Linked DNA regions of Sus scrofa: all the other regions are linked to region 1. Evidence: chromatin contacts called from public Hi-C data. All regions are on one chromosome and are shown on one strand. Each heading gives the region's core, a stretch centred on a gene start, on an enhancer-like site or on the middle of the called end of the contact. The rest is flanking DNA. Distances are from core to core; before and after follow the strand shown.

Region 1 (3,770 bases), core at 782-3,281:
CTTCCCACCGTTGGATTCAAGCAGTGGAGAGTGCATTTACACCTCCCCCGCCCCTTAGCATCCAGTTAAGGATGTTTGTTGTAACATCGATTTAGATGAAACTCATCCAGACACCCACACACTATAATGGCTATGAGAATTTGGGGGGCATGAGCAAAATGCTGAGACCTTGGAGAAGATTGCAAAAAGATGGGGAAAAGCCTAAAGGACCTATTCCTGGGCTCTATGGACCTTTAAAGTCCCTTAAAATTGCTAATAATGCATTCAGACAAATCTAATGAGAGGAAAGATAAGAAATATCAGCTTTTGGTTTTAAATTATCTTACTGTTTTTTTTCCCACTTTTTTTGGCTGCAGCATGCAATGGATTAGTATGGAATCTCAGTTCCTAGAGCAGGCGCTGAACCAGACCACAGCGGGAAGCTCCAAATCCTAACCACTAGGTCACAAGGGAACTCCTTTATTGGTTTTCTTAAAACAAGTACTTAATGTAATATGCAAATGGTATTTTCAAATGCCAAAGAGAAACTTGGAAAATAAAATGAAAAACTGCACCAAATCGACGTTTTGGTACCATTCCACACTCTCTGCACCCATATCAGTTTTTTTGATTGATGCCTAGAATCATACCATATTTTATCTAGCATTTTTTACCTTGTCAGTACATATGAAAAATATGCTTTTCATTACTATGTTTGTAGAGCACCAGGATACCACTCAATTTACCTCATTCTCTTAACATCTCAATGGCACCCTACTAAACGATAGTCACATTGTTCAATTATTTATTCAATTATTTCCTTGCTGATGAAGTCAATTTTATTTGTTTATTTATTTATGGTCTTTTAGGGCCGCAATCGTGGCATATGGAGGTTCCCAGGCTAGGGGTCCAATTGGAACTGTGGCAGCTGACCTACACCACAGTTTACTGCAACGAGGGATCCTTAACCCACTAAGTGAGGTCAGGGATCGAACCCACATCCTCATGGATCCTAAGTCGGGCCAAGACGGGAACTCCTTGATGAAGTTAATTTTAAACTTTCCCAATTAAAATAAGCAAAACTCAAATTTTCAGCTCAGATTTCTCCCCTGGGCTTCAAACTTGAAATGACCACTGCATTTCCATGTCTAACAGACATCAAACGCTGAAAACGGCCCAAAATGTAACACTTTAGTAACCCTCCCAGATCCCTAAATCTTCTCCCTACCACCACACCCACTTAAACCCCAAACTCACATTCTTTTATCCCTCAGCCAATCCCATCAGTTCTACCTTCTAATTTTCTCCCAATACTTCTTTCCACCCACACAAACCTTAATCCAAGTAACTTCATCTTGTCTAGATTAACGCAAAAATATCCTTGCTTCCTTTCTTGCACCCCGTCCCGCCAATCCACTTCACACACAGCAAAGCAACTTCATTAATAAAGTTAAATCAGTTTACTCCTCCGTTAAAGTCTCCCAATTACTCCTCAAATCACTCAACAAAATCCAAACTCTTTATCATAACCTGTAAAATTCTAATACGGCACCTGCCCACCTCTCTAACTGGGCCAAATCCCCTTACAGAACCGGGAGGCCCAAACAACGCCGCCACGTGTTCACCGAAATAGGCGCCTTCCAGGCCCAAACCTTCCAGGCCCTTCCTTTCGGACCAGGGGGGCAGAAAAGCACCCACGAGAACATGAGCGCTGTCGTCCTCCCCTTAGGTCTTTCCCTCTCCTCCCCTGCCCAACACCCGCCATCCCCCTCCAATGGCTCCCACCTACCTTAAAGATGGCGTAGCCGACGGACGTTTCAAACAGCACCAACATGGTGAAGCCGGGTCAGGGCGCCGAGTGGCGTGACACGAGATCTTAAACCAGTGAAAAAAAGACCAAATTTGTAGGCCCTCAAGGCCCGCAAGGCCGCGGCTGGCCAAGCACTTGGGCGCACGCCGTCCGGCAAAGAGCCAGACCACGTTGCAAAAACGTTCCACACCTGACTACATGCAGAAAGCGTCCCGGCGCTTCTCCTTCCCCAAGGCTTCTGGGACGTGACTTCACTTCCGACAGATGACGCGCAGCAGAGTCGCCCTGGCTTCCGTTTTGTTCCCGCCACAAAGGACCGTAAAAATATCGCGAGATTTCGTAGAGCGCAACCGCGGTTTTATTTGCTCAAGCTCAGAAAAATCTGAAAGGGAAAACTGTCCTGCTTTGGAGAATGGTGGTGGCTACGGGTTACGGGTACGGTCTTGTTCACTGCTGTGGCTTGGGTCGCCGCTGTAACGCATGTTCGATCCCTGGCTTGGGAAATTCCACCTGCTGTAGGTCTGCCAAAAAAAGAAATTAAAAACAAAAATAAACAAAACCTTCAGGGAGTTCCTCTTGGGGCTCAGCAGGTTAAGAACATAACTAGCATCCATGAAGCGGCAGTTCGATCCCTGGCCTTGCTCAGTGGGTTAAGGAGCCAGCATTGCGGCAAGCTGGGGGCTTGTAGGTTGCAGATGCAGCTGGGATCCCATGATGCAGTGGCTAGGCTGGTAGCTGCAGCTCCGTTTCAACGCCTAGCCTGGGAACTTGTGAGGCAGAATAATAATTCCAATAGTTAGTGTAGGAACACGGGCTTCCATATATTCCCTGATTAATGTCCACGGTTTTAAATTTGTAAAAACAAATCAAGATAAACAGCCCTTGCTTGTTGGAAGATTAACTACTGAAAGTACATCTGTGGACATTAACCTCTGATCTACACATTTGGCTGCTAGAAAAGGAATGTAAAGAATGGCAACTCTAAGTCTAAGGGAAAGAAGAACAAAAGGACCATAAAGCCTATGGAGTATATCCTGACTCTAAGCCCCTATTGGACAAGGCCCAGTATAGGTGCTGGGCAAGGCCAACAGGGAGCAGGACTGATAGCAGGACCCCATGTTGGTACCCCTGTCTTTAAGAGATAACACCTCCTTAGAAAGTTAGTGTGTGGGAAATCTTCCTCTCCCTCGCAGTGTCTGTGCTGGGAGCTATCTGCCTTTCTCTAATAAAGACTTTTGCTTTCTTGCTGCCTGTGTGTTCACAAAGTTCATTCTTCAGCTCCGTGAACAAGAACTGGGATTCCGGTAACATCTTTCCGGGGCCTGTCCAAGATCTGATACACCAGCACTCATAAGGTAAGCAAGCTTGTGATTTTGCTTTCTACTTTGTTCAGTTCCTATTTGCCTCTTGAAAGGAGAATGAATGTGTGTGCCTGAGACGTGTCATGGACACAAAGCCAGTGTGGAGTCCTGATCCAAGTTTCCATTTAAGCCCCTGAGTGACCTCATATGGCTATAAGGCAGACCTTCTGAGCCCAGTCAGACCAGGAGTCCCAGTCGGGGGTTTACATGGACTTGCCATATGCTGAGAGGCACCAAACGGGATGTCCCACGAGGGAGACGGCCAAAGACGGCTGAAGCAAGTCACAAGGCAAACTTTACAACGTGGCCTTCCCCTTCTCCCACCCTGGGTACTCCTCCCTCTATATACTCTAGCCTTTGTAAAGCATTTTGGAAACCACAAGTTACTTTATTCCTGAGGATTAGCAATTTTCAAAAGACCTGTCATAAACAAAAATACTGTTTTTGAGACTTTTTTTTTTTTTTCGTCTTTTTGCTATTTCTTTGGGCCGCTCTCACGGCATATGGAGTTCCCAGGCTAGGGGTCTAATCGGAGCTGTAGCCACCGGCCTACGCCAGAGCCATAGCAACACGGGATCTGAGCCACGTCTGCGACCTACACCACAGCTCACGGCAACGCC
Region 2 (3,770 bases), core at 471-2,970, 480 kb before region 1:
ATCCTTCCCTTGTCAATTAGCTATCTTTCTTTTCATTGAATAAACATTGATTTGGAACCAAGTATGCATTAGACACTGTGCTGAGAGAGAAGGCTAGGGAAATGCATACAGTTTTCACTTTGGGGGAACTCAGTATCTAAGAATGGAGCTAGATAAATACTTATAATACAGTGCAGCTGCTGAATGAGAGTAGACGTATGCATTCAGGAGGGACTACCAAACTTGGCCTGAGCCAGTCAGGAAAGATCCAAGGAAGAACAGCAACCACCATATTTGGCAAATAAGAATTCTTACCATTTTAATCTGGACTCTTGAGAGAATATGAGGAAACCTGAGGATTTTTTCCTTAAAAAAAAAAAAAAGGCCAAAATTCTGCATACTATTTCATATATTTACCTTGAAACGCTACATATTTCAACGTAAGAATCCCTGGTCTAAAGGCATCTTAATATTTTCAGTTTCAATTAGCTGTGTGTGTACTATAAATAACCTACCCTTTCTCCTATTCTAAAACTACTTTTTTTTCCGGTTTTTAAGGTAAGTGCTTTATAATATTCTAGACTCTCACCTCATCTTTTTTTCTTTCATGATCTTACAGACCTTAGTTATTACCTGAAGTGTAAGCTTTTTTTCCTTGCTAACCTATATGCTACAGTTGCAATTAATTCTATTTTGTAGTTTTAGGAAAGGTGATAATATTTTTTTGAGCCACCTTTAAAAAGAAAGCACTTTTGACATAAGTCGTTTTACACCCATAGCAGTTTTACTTTTGCCTTATCTACAATTTTCCCCGTGGGTTTTGTTTGTTTGTTTTGGTCTTTTGTCTTTTTGCCTTTTCTAGGGTCGCTTCCTGCGGCATATGGAGGTTCTCAGGCTACGGGTGGAATCGGAGCTGTAGCCGCAGGGCTACACCAGAACAGCAACATCCCCATACAAGCCGCGTCTGCGACCTACACCACAGCTGACGGCAACGCCGGATCCTTAACCCACTGAGCAAGGCCAGGGATGGAACCCACAACCTCATGGTTCCTATTTGGATTCGTTAACCACTGAGCCACGATGGGAACTCCCCCCCCCCGGGGTTTTTAAGCACAAATTTTACATTTGACTCTTGAAGATTTTTCAAGAGTTATGTATGTGCGTATTTGAGGCCAGTTGTTAACAGCTGTTAATCCTCTAAACCTTTCAATAGAAGTTTAATATATATAGCACGTGAATGTTTTCTGTATGCCCACGCTGGTACTGAGAAACGCCTGAGGACTGAGGAATGACCAGGGCTCAAAAGCTTACATTCTCGCAGGGGTGGCACCGGACAGGTGCAGTGCCGGTTCAGAGGAAGCGCGGGGAGGGAGGGATCCGGGCTCCTGGCTCCGAAAAGGAGTGGAGAATTCCCTCCACTTCTCACGCCTTGAAGGTCTCCTACTCAATACCTTATCCTGGTGTTCTGAGGGGTGTGGTGTTTGTCGTTTCGCTTTATTAAGTAAAGAGGAATTCGGGAAAGGAGGAACTGAGAGGGTCCCGGAATTTCTTCAAGAACCAGCCGAAAGTCGGGCCCCCGCGGGGTTACGCGAGAGCCGAAGCGCCGTGGAAAGTGCGGCTTCTGCGCGCGCCCGGCCGCGGGGTTTAAATCTCCCGCCTCCCGCAGCGGGAGCCCGACACCTCCACGCTCTGGTGCGGAGGGGCACCAGCTGCGGGAGCGGCCGGGCGGCAGCGGCGCTGGGCTCGCGGGCGGCGGCCGTGGGAACGGGCGCCCTGGACCGACCTCTGCGCCGCCCAGCGCGACCGGAGGCGGAGGAGGAGCGGCGCGTCGCGGCCCGGCCGGGCGTCGAGGTGAGCGTCTGCGGCTCCCCTGACCCCCACGCTCCAGGGCGGCGGAGGGCCGCGCCCTCCCAGGCCAGTCGGGGCCGGAGGCCAAACCCTTGGTTCCTATGGCGACGCCCCAAGGTGGAGACGCAGCGGGCGGTGCCTGAGTTGAGCACAAGAGGGCACTTGGGGCCTCGCCGGCCTCCTCGGTTGCCTCGGGGAGCATGAGCCCTTCGGCCTCCCTCCCAGACAAGGTCCTGATGGGAGCTCCTCTGGGCTTAGTATCGGCAGATAGGGCCAGGAGTGGTTTTTGGCTTGGCTGGGTCGCCTCGGGACCAAGGGAGCATCCACCCACGCTCGTCCCGTTAGCTAGAGCGCAGGGCCCTGAGGCTTGTTTGGGTGATTTGTCTCATAGATGGAGATAACTTCCATTAGAGGCAGATGCTCTCGGCCCTGCGGTGCTTTCTTGCTGACCTCCTTTTCACGTCGTGTTTATTTTCATGTCATTATTTTGTAACGGGCATGTCTTCTTTAGGAAGTAAACGGTTAGCGATGGGCAAAAACAAAACATAAGTAAATGTGCGGTTTAAGATGAACTGCGGAAGGCACGAGCTCCCGAAGGGTTCAGCGCTCAAATCTAGAAGCCTGAGGCCTTTATCCCAGCCCCAGGCACCCATCCGCCTCGTGGAAACTCAGCTCACCTGGTCAGATGCCCAAATGCTGTCAGCGGTGAGATACCTGATACTCTGAGAAAGATGGAGAGGGGAAAAAATCCCTCCATTCTGGCAACTAACCCGCGATGCCGTGGATTTGCCAGTAGAGGGGGTGGGATTGTTTTTCATGTAATAGATCTTGATACATAGAACTTAAAAGCTCTCCTAAACTATGAGTCGCTGTGAAAAAGCCTATTGGGAAGATAACGTTTACCCATGGTTTTGGGTTTTCTCTAAGTATTTATGTATTAATTTAATTGGTTCTGACTCAGGCAACATACTGTAAAGTGATAGTACTCTAATCATCTTCACATCAATATTGATGGAGTAGCCAGCCACAGGTGCCTCATCCTTTAGTAGGAGTTGTTTATTCATTTATTGACCAAATAAGCAACCAATGGTATGTATATATTTAATCATATTATATTCGTTGTCTGTGCCTAACATCCAGTGTCCTTTGAAATTTCTGTTTAATAGTGCAGAATGATGTGCATATTGACATTGAAACGTGCAAGACATTATTCTAATTGCCAGTAATTGTCGTTAGATGGTTGCTCAGATCAGCCAGTCCAAAAGTGCAGTCTGCAGACATGAAACTGGTGGAAAAACTAGGAAGCCACATTTTTATTAGAAATATCTAGTATAAAACAATATAGCAAAATTTATACCAATACTGAACTAGGACCAAATCTCAAAATATTAACTATCAGATATAAAGCAATATTATTTTGTTCTACTATACTAGCATGCTTTGTTATTTTATTGTGTGGTACATACTATATTTAATTTTTTTTCTTTTCTTTTATGGTTTACCTTTCTCAGTACTCTGCCTTTAGCAACAACAGATGGAATATGTGAAAGACTTTTCAGTATGTCTATAACTGGAAAGATTTCATTATGTGAACTGGCTTTCATTATTTAATAATATGACATGTTACCTTTTTCCATTGTGTTGGTTTTTCATTCATCTGTTAGGTTTTTCCTTTTTTCTGAAGTCAGACTTTTCAAATTTCTGCCGGCATCCAATATTCACCTTCTATATACCTCATTATTGTGACACTGTTAACTCATTTGCAAATAACATTTTACGTTTTTAAATTTTTTTCTTGTGTGGATATAGTTAAGATTTTTAAAAAGCCAAAAGCTAAAGAACCACAATACATACTTTTACAACAGGCAACATTAACAACTAATATTGTGTTAATATTGTCATATTTCTTTCAAATATTTTTTAAATAAAAATAACATTTCCAG
Region 3 (3,770 bases), core at 370-2,869, 290 kb before region 1:
GATTCCAACAGGAAGGCAATCAGATGATAATTTTTATCTCTTTTCACTTCTACAATGTGAATTTCTCTTTTGAGTTACTCTTTATGACTGACTCCTGTGGAACCCAACGGCTCCATTCAGAACCTTCCCCAAAAAAGCTCCCAGATCTAAAGAAAAACAAATTTCTGATCGCTAAAATAGTAACAAGGAGACAAACCTTGGATCTTTTTTTTTAACGGTTTTACATCTTAACCACAAAATCAGTATATCAGAAAACACTCAGACCCTCAAAGCCCAAAAACCTTCCAAAAGAATCTTACTTATTTTTCACTTTTTGCTACCCATTTAACAAGTCTTAGGAAACAACCCGCTCCCTCTTCAGAGACCCAACCAAACCTGCTATACTAAAGCATTCAAGGCCCCCAAATCTCAAACTGTTTTGTCAAACGGAAATACTCAACCACAGAGATGTGCTATACTAACATTAGCCATGTCACTAAAGTGACAAACCATTCCGAGCCTCATCCCCCAGGGAGGGTAAGAAGTAACCAGCGCGCGACCAGAACCCCGAGGTTTATCATTAACGCATCAGCCCAAGCACAAGGTTAGCGAATGCACCTCCACTGACGGACACCAACGCGGGGCCGACGCAGAGACCAAAGAGGCGGGAGGGGAGCTGCTGGGGGCGCCGGGAAGGCCCGGGAAGACGCGGCTGCACCGCCCGGGCCCCGCCCCCGGCCCCGCCCCCTACCACCCCAGCTCCGCGGCAACGCTGCAGTCCCCGCGCGGTAGCAGCGGGAGCCCGGGACCCCTTCCCCTCGCCGCGCGGCCCCCAGCACGTACCTGCTTTGCAAACCGGGGCGCTAGGGCTCCTCCTCTCCGGGGAGCTTCGGCTCTGCTCCGGGGACCTCCTCCGGTGCCGAACGCGGGCTGGGGGTGGGGCCGCGCTCACCTCGCCTGTCCACAGGTGGGTGGGCGACGAGCAAGGAGACGACACGGTGCCCAGCAGCGGCGGCGGGGGCTGCGGTCGTGGGGGGCTCCCGCGAGCCCCGGGCGCGGCGCCGCGCGTGGGGCTGGTGCCTCTCGTGGACGTCGCGGACGCGCCCGTCTGCGTGGCCACCGTGGGGCTGGTGCGCGCGGCCGCACTCCCACCGCCCCGCGTGGGGCTTGTGCTGCGCGAGGCGGTGCGCGGGGCCCCGCCGCCGGAGCTGCCGCCGCCGCCCGAGGGGCCTGAGGCGCCACCACAGCAGCCGCCGTTGTTGTTGCCGCCGCCGCCGCCGCCGTTGCTCCTCGTGGGGCTGCCATGTTGCTGCTGCTGCTGCTTCAGCTGGAACGGAACCGTCGCCCTCATGGGCTGCAGGCGGCTCCCAGATCCCCCGGCCGTGGTGACCGCACCGCCCCCAAGGGAGCCGGCCGGCGTGGGGGACCCATTGCGCCTCACCCGCTGGGACATAGTCCCCCCCCTCCCCGGTGACTGGGCGAGACGTGGGGTTTTGTTGTTGTTGGGTTGCGGGGGAAGGATTCTCGAAGCCGGAGGGAAGGCCCCCGCGATGGGGTGACGAAACCGGAATCCGGGGTGCGGGAGGTGCCCAGGCCACGGCCAGCAGCAAAGAGATGGTGCAGCCGCCACCGCCGCTGCTCCTCCTCATCAACAATAGTGTCTCCGCCGCTTCCCCCGCCCCCCGCGAGCGCCCATTGGTGTAGCGTCAGCCGCGCTCGAGCCGCTCCACCGCACCCATTGGCTGCGAGCAGCTCGGGTCCCGGGCCCCCGGGGCCTTAGAGAGCCTGGGTTTGCTCGGAGACCGTCTGCTCTTTAAAGAGAAAGAGACCCGCCCCCCCCGGGGGGGGCGGGGGTGGAGGGGGAGCGGAGGAAACAGGCTGTGTGTATGTGTAGAGTGCGCGCGCGCGTGTGCGTGTGTGTGTGTGTGTACACGTGAGTGTACACGCGTACGCGCGCGCCTGGCCACGCGCGTCTTTCACTTTATACTGTGTGGAACCCTGGGGACTCAGATTCTGGAATATTGCCAAAGGGAATGCCCTGAACCAGAGCGATCCCCAGGGATATCTGAAGTCTTTCCCCCAAAACTCATTTCCTTACCTCAGTATTAACTGGCACAGTCCTTGTGCGTGCGTCTCTTTCTGGCTTTTTTTTTCTTGATCTTTTTGTTCTGTCCTAATTCCGCCTATGTTTGGACAGGACTCAAAGGAAAAGAAATTTAATAAGTCTTACTGGCATTTTTACACATCTCCTTTTTTTTTTTTTTTTTTTTTCCCCCAGTCTCTAGAAAGAACCAAATCTCAGAAAGGTTAAAATTGCTGGTTAAAAAGCGGTTTTAGATTGTATATATGAAGTCCAGTTTCCAAATACTGTTGCTACATTTCTGGCATCGCGAGTAATCAAGAATTGATTTTAATCAGCTACCTCACACTTCCCTGATAACCTTGGAAAGATGTCTGCTGCCTTACAAGTCTGTTAAGTGTCAGAGTTTTCAAAGGGTTTTGTTTCTATCCTCACAGTCATTATTTGAGACACAACTGGATGAGCCATTCATATTGATGTGTAGTGGAGGAAATAGGTCTTTGTAGTATGGGCAAGAACTCAGTAAGACCAGTTTTAAAATAACCTTAGAGGCTCCTCATCAAGACAAAAAAAAAATGGTAGTCCCATACTCCACATACTCACCTCTCAGGCTAAAAATTGCCTGTCCATGACCTCTTTTCCCTTTAATAATTTATTCCTTTTTTTTTTTTTTTTTTTTTTTTTTTTTTGTCTTTTCAGGGCCACACCCGAGGCATATGGAGGTTCCCAGGCTAGGGGTATAATTGGAGCTGCAGCCACCAGCCTACACCACAGCCACAACACCACCAAATCCAAGCCGCGTCTGCGAACTACACCACAGCTCACAGCAATGCAGGATCCTTAACCCACTGACCGAGGCCAGGGATTGAACCCGCAACCTCATGGTTCCTAGTCGGATTCGTTAACCACTGAGCCACAACAGGAACTCCCTAATACTTTATTCTTTATACATTCTACACAGATTTCATCTTGTGAAAATATGGGAGTGGAGAGCCCAGTGTGTTCCACTCCAGACCTGAAATTCTCCTGGGTGCTGTGCACTGTGGCAGGAAAGCCTTTGAAGACCTAGAGAAAAGATTTGTATCCCAGATCCACCACAGACTCTATGGCCTTGGATAAGTCACTAGCCAGCATTCTTAGCTGTAAAATGCAGTTAAACAGTACCATCCCCTTTATACACTTGTTCTTATTAACCAAGGGCTAAATGAGAATGTGGTGCCTAGAAGGCACTCAGTACTGAATCTCCTTGTGATTCAGAGGCCCACATCTCTCCTTAACACCCATTCCTCTTCTCTTCCCCACCACAAAGAGAAGCCCCAAGCCCTTTTCCCAGGTTATCTGGTGCTCTCAATAGACCCGACATCATTACCCAGCCTGCCCCACAACCTGGAATGAAGAGAAAAACAGCTTCTCTCTAGACAGGACACAATGGAAACTGCCAACAAGATCCATGCAGAGAGCTAAGTCCAGTCTTAAAACAATGGGTAAGAGAGAAGATAAGCCTTTAAATAAGGAGGTCCTGGAAGCTGTATCTGGCACTTGGTCCTTCACAAAGTAGGACCCCAATGCATACTACTGAGTTAAACCAAGGGAGTTCAGCAGCCCCAGTGTCTTAGGCTTCCTGATCAATTACATTTGTTGTCACCAAACTGGAGACCTATTTGTTAGTGGCAAGAGACTGTTAGCTTTTCTGAGGTAAGTACTGATATCA

Evidence for each region. Hi-C and Micro-C count contacts between places; a contact is called where the count stands out from the background.
Region 2: a contact with region 1 is called in a Hi-C map of embryonic fibroblasts, with 2.9 times the contacts expected there. The contact joins the promoter of ICA1L here to the promoter of NOP58 in region 1. A contact is called at or near these places in 6 of 47 Hi-C or Micro-C datasets (embryonic fibroblasts, heart right ventricle, mesenteric adipose tissue and 2 more) and 1 of 2 datasets of contacts at active chromatin or transcription factors (skeletal muscle).
Region 3: a contact with region 1 is called in a Hi-C map of heart right ventricle, with 4 times the contacts expected there. The contact joins the promoter of FAM117B here to the promoter of NOP58 in region 1. A contact is called at or near these places in 1 of 5 promoter capture datasets (fetal liver) and 1 of 47 Hi-C or Micro-C datasets (heart right ventricle).

Annotation. Positions count from the first base shown.
Region 1 is chr15:105,891,869-105,895,638 of Sscrofa11.1, reverse strand. NOP58 (nucleolar protein 58) reads right to left here and starts at 2,031. Exons shown (of 14, transcript XM_021075921.1): 1 at 1,769-2,031. The coding sequence starts at 1,813. LOC102166561 (a long non-coding RNA gene) reads left to right here and starts at 2,077. Exons shown (of 3, transcript XR_308179.3): 1 at 2,077-2,224; 2 at 3,056-3,144.
Region 2 is chr15:106,375,523-106,379,292 of Sscrofa11.1, reverse strand. It overlaps ICA1L (islet cell autoantigen 1-like protein), which reads left to right and starts at 1,720. Exons shown (of 13, transcript XM_021075560.1): 1 at 1,720-1,830.
Region 3 is chr15:106,181,066-106,184,835 of Sscrofa11.1, reverse strand. It overlaps FAM117B (protein FAM117B), which reads right to left and starts at 1,619. Exons shown (of 8, transcript XM_003133590.5): 1 at 823-1,619. The coding sequence starts at 1,432.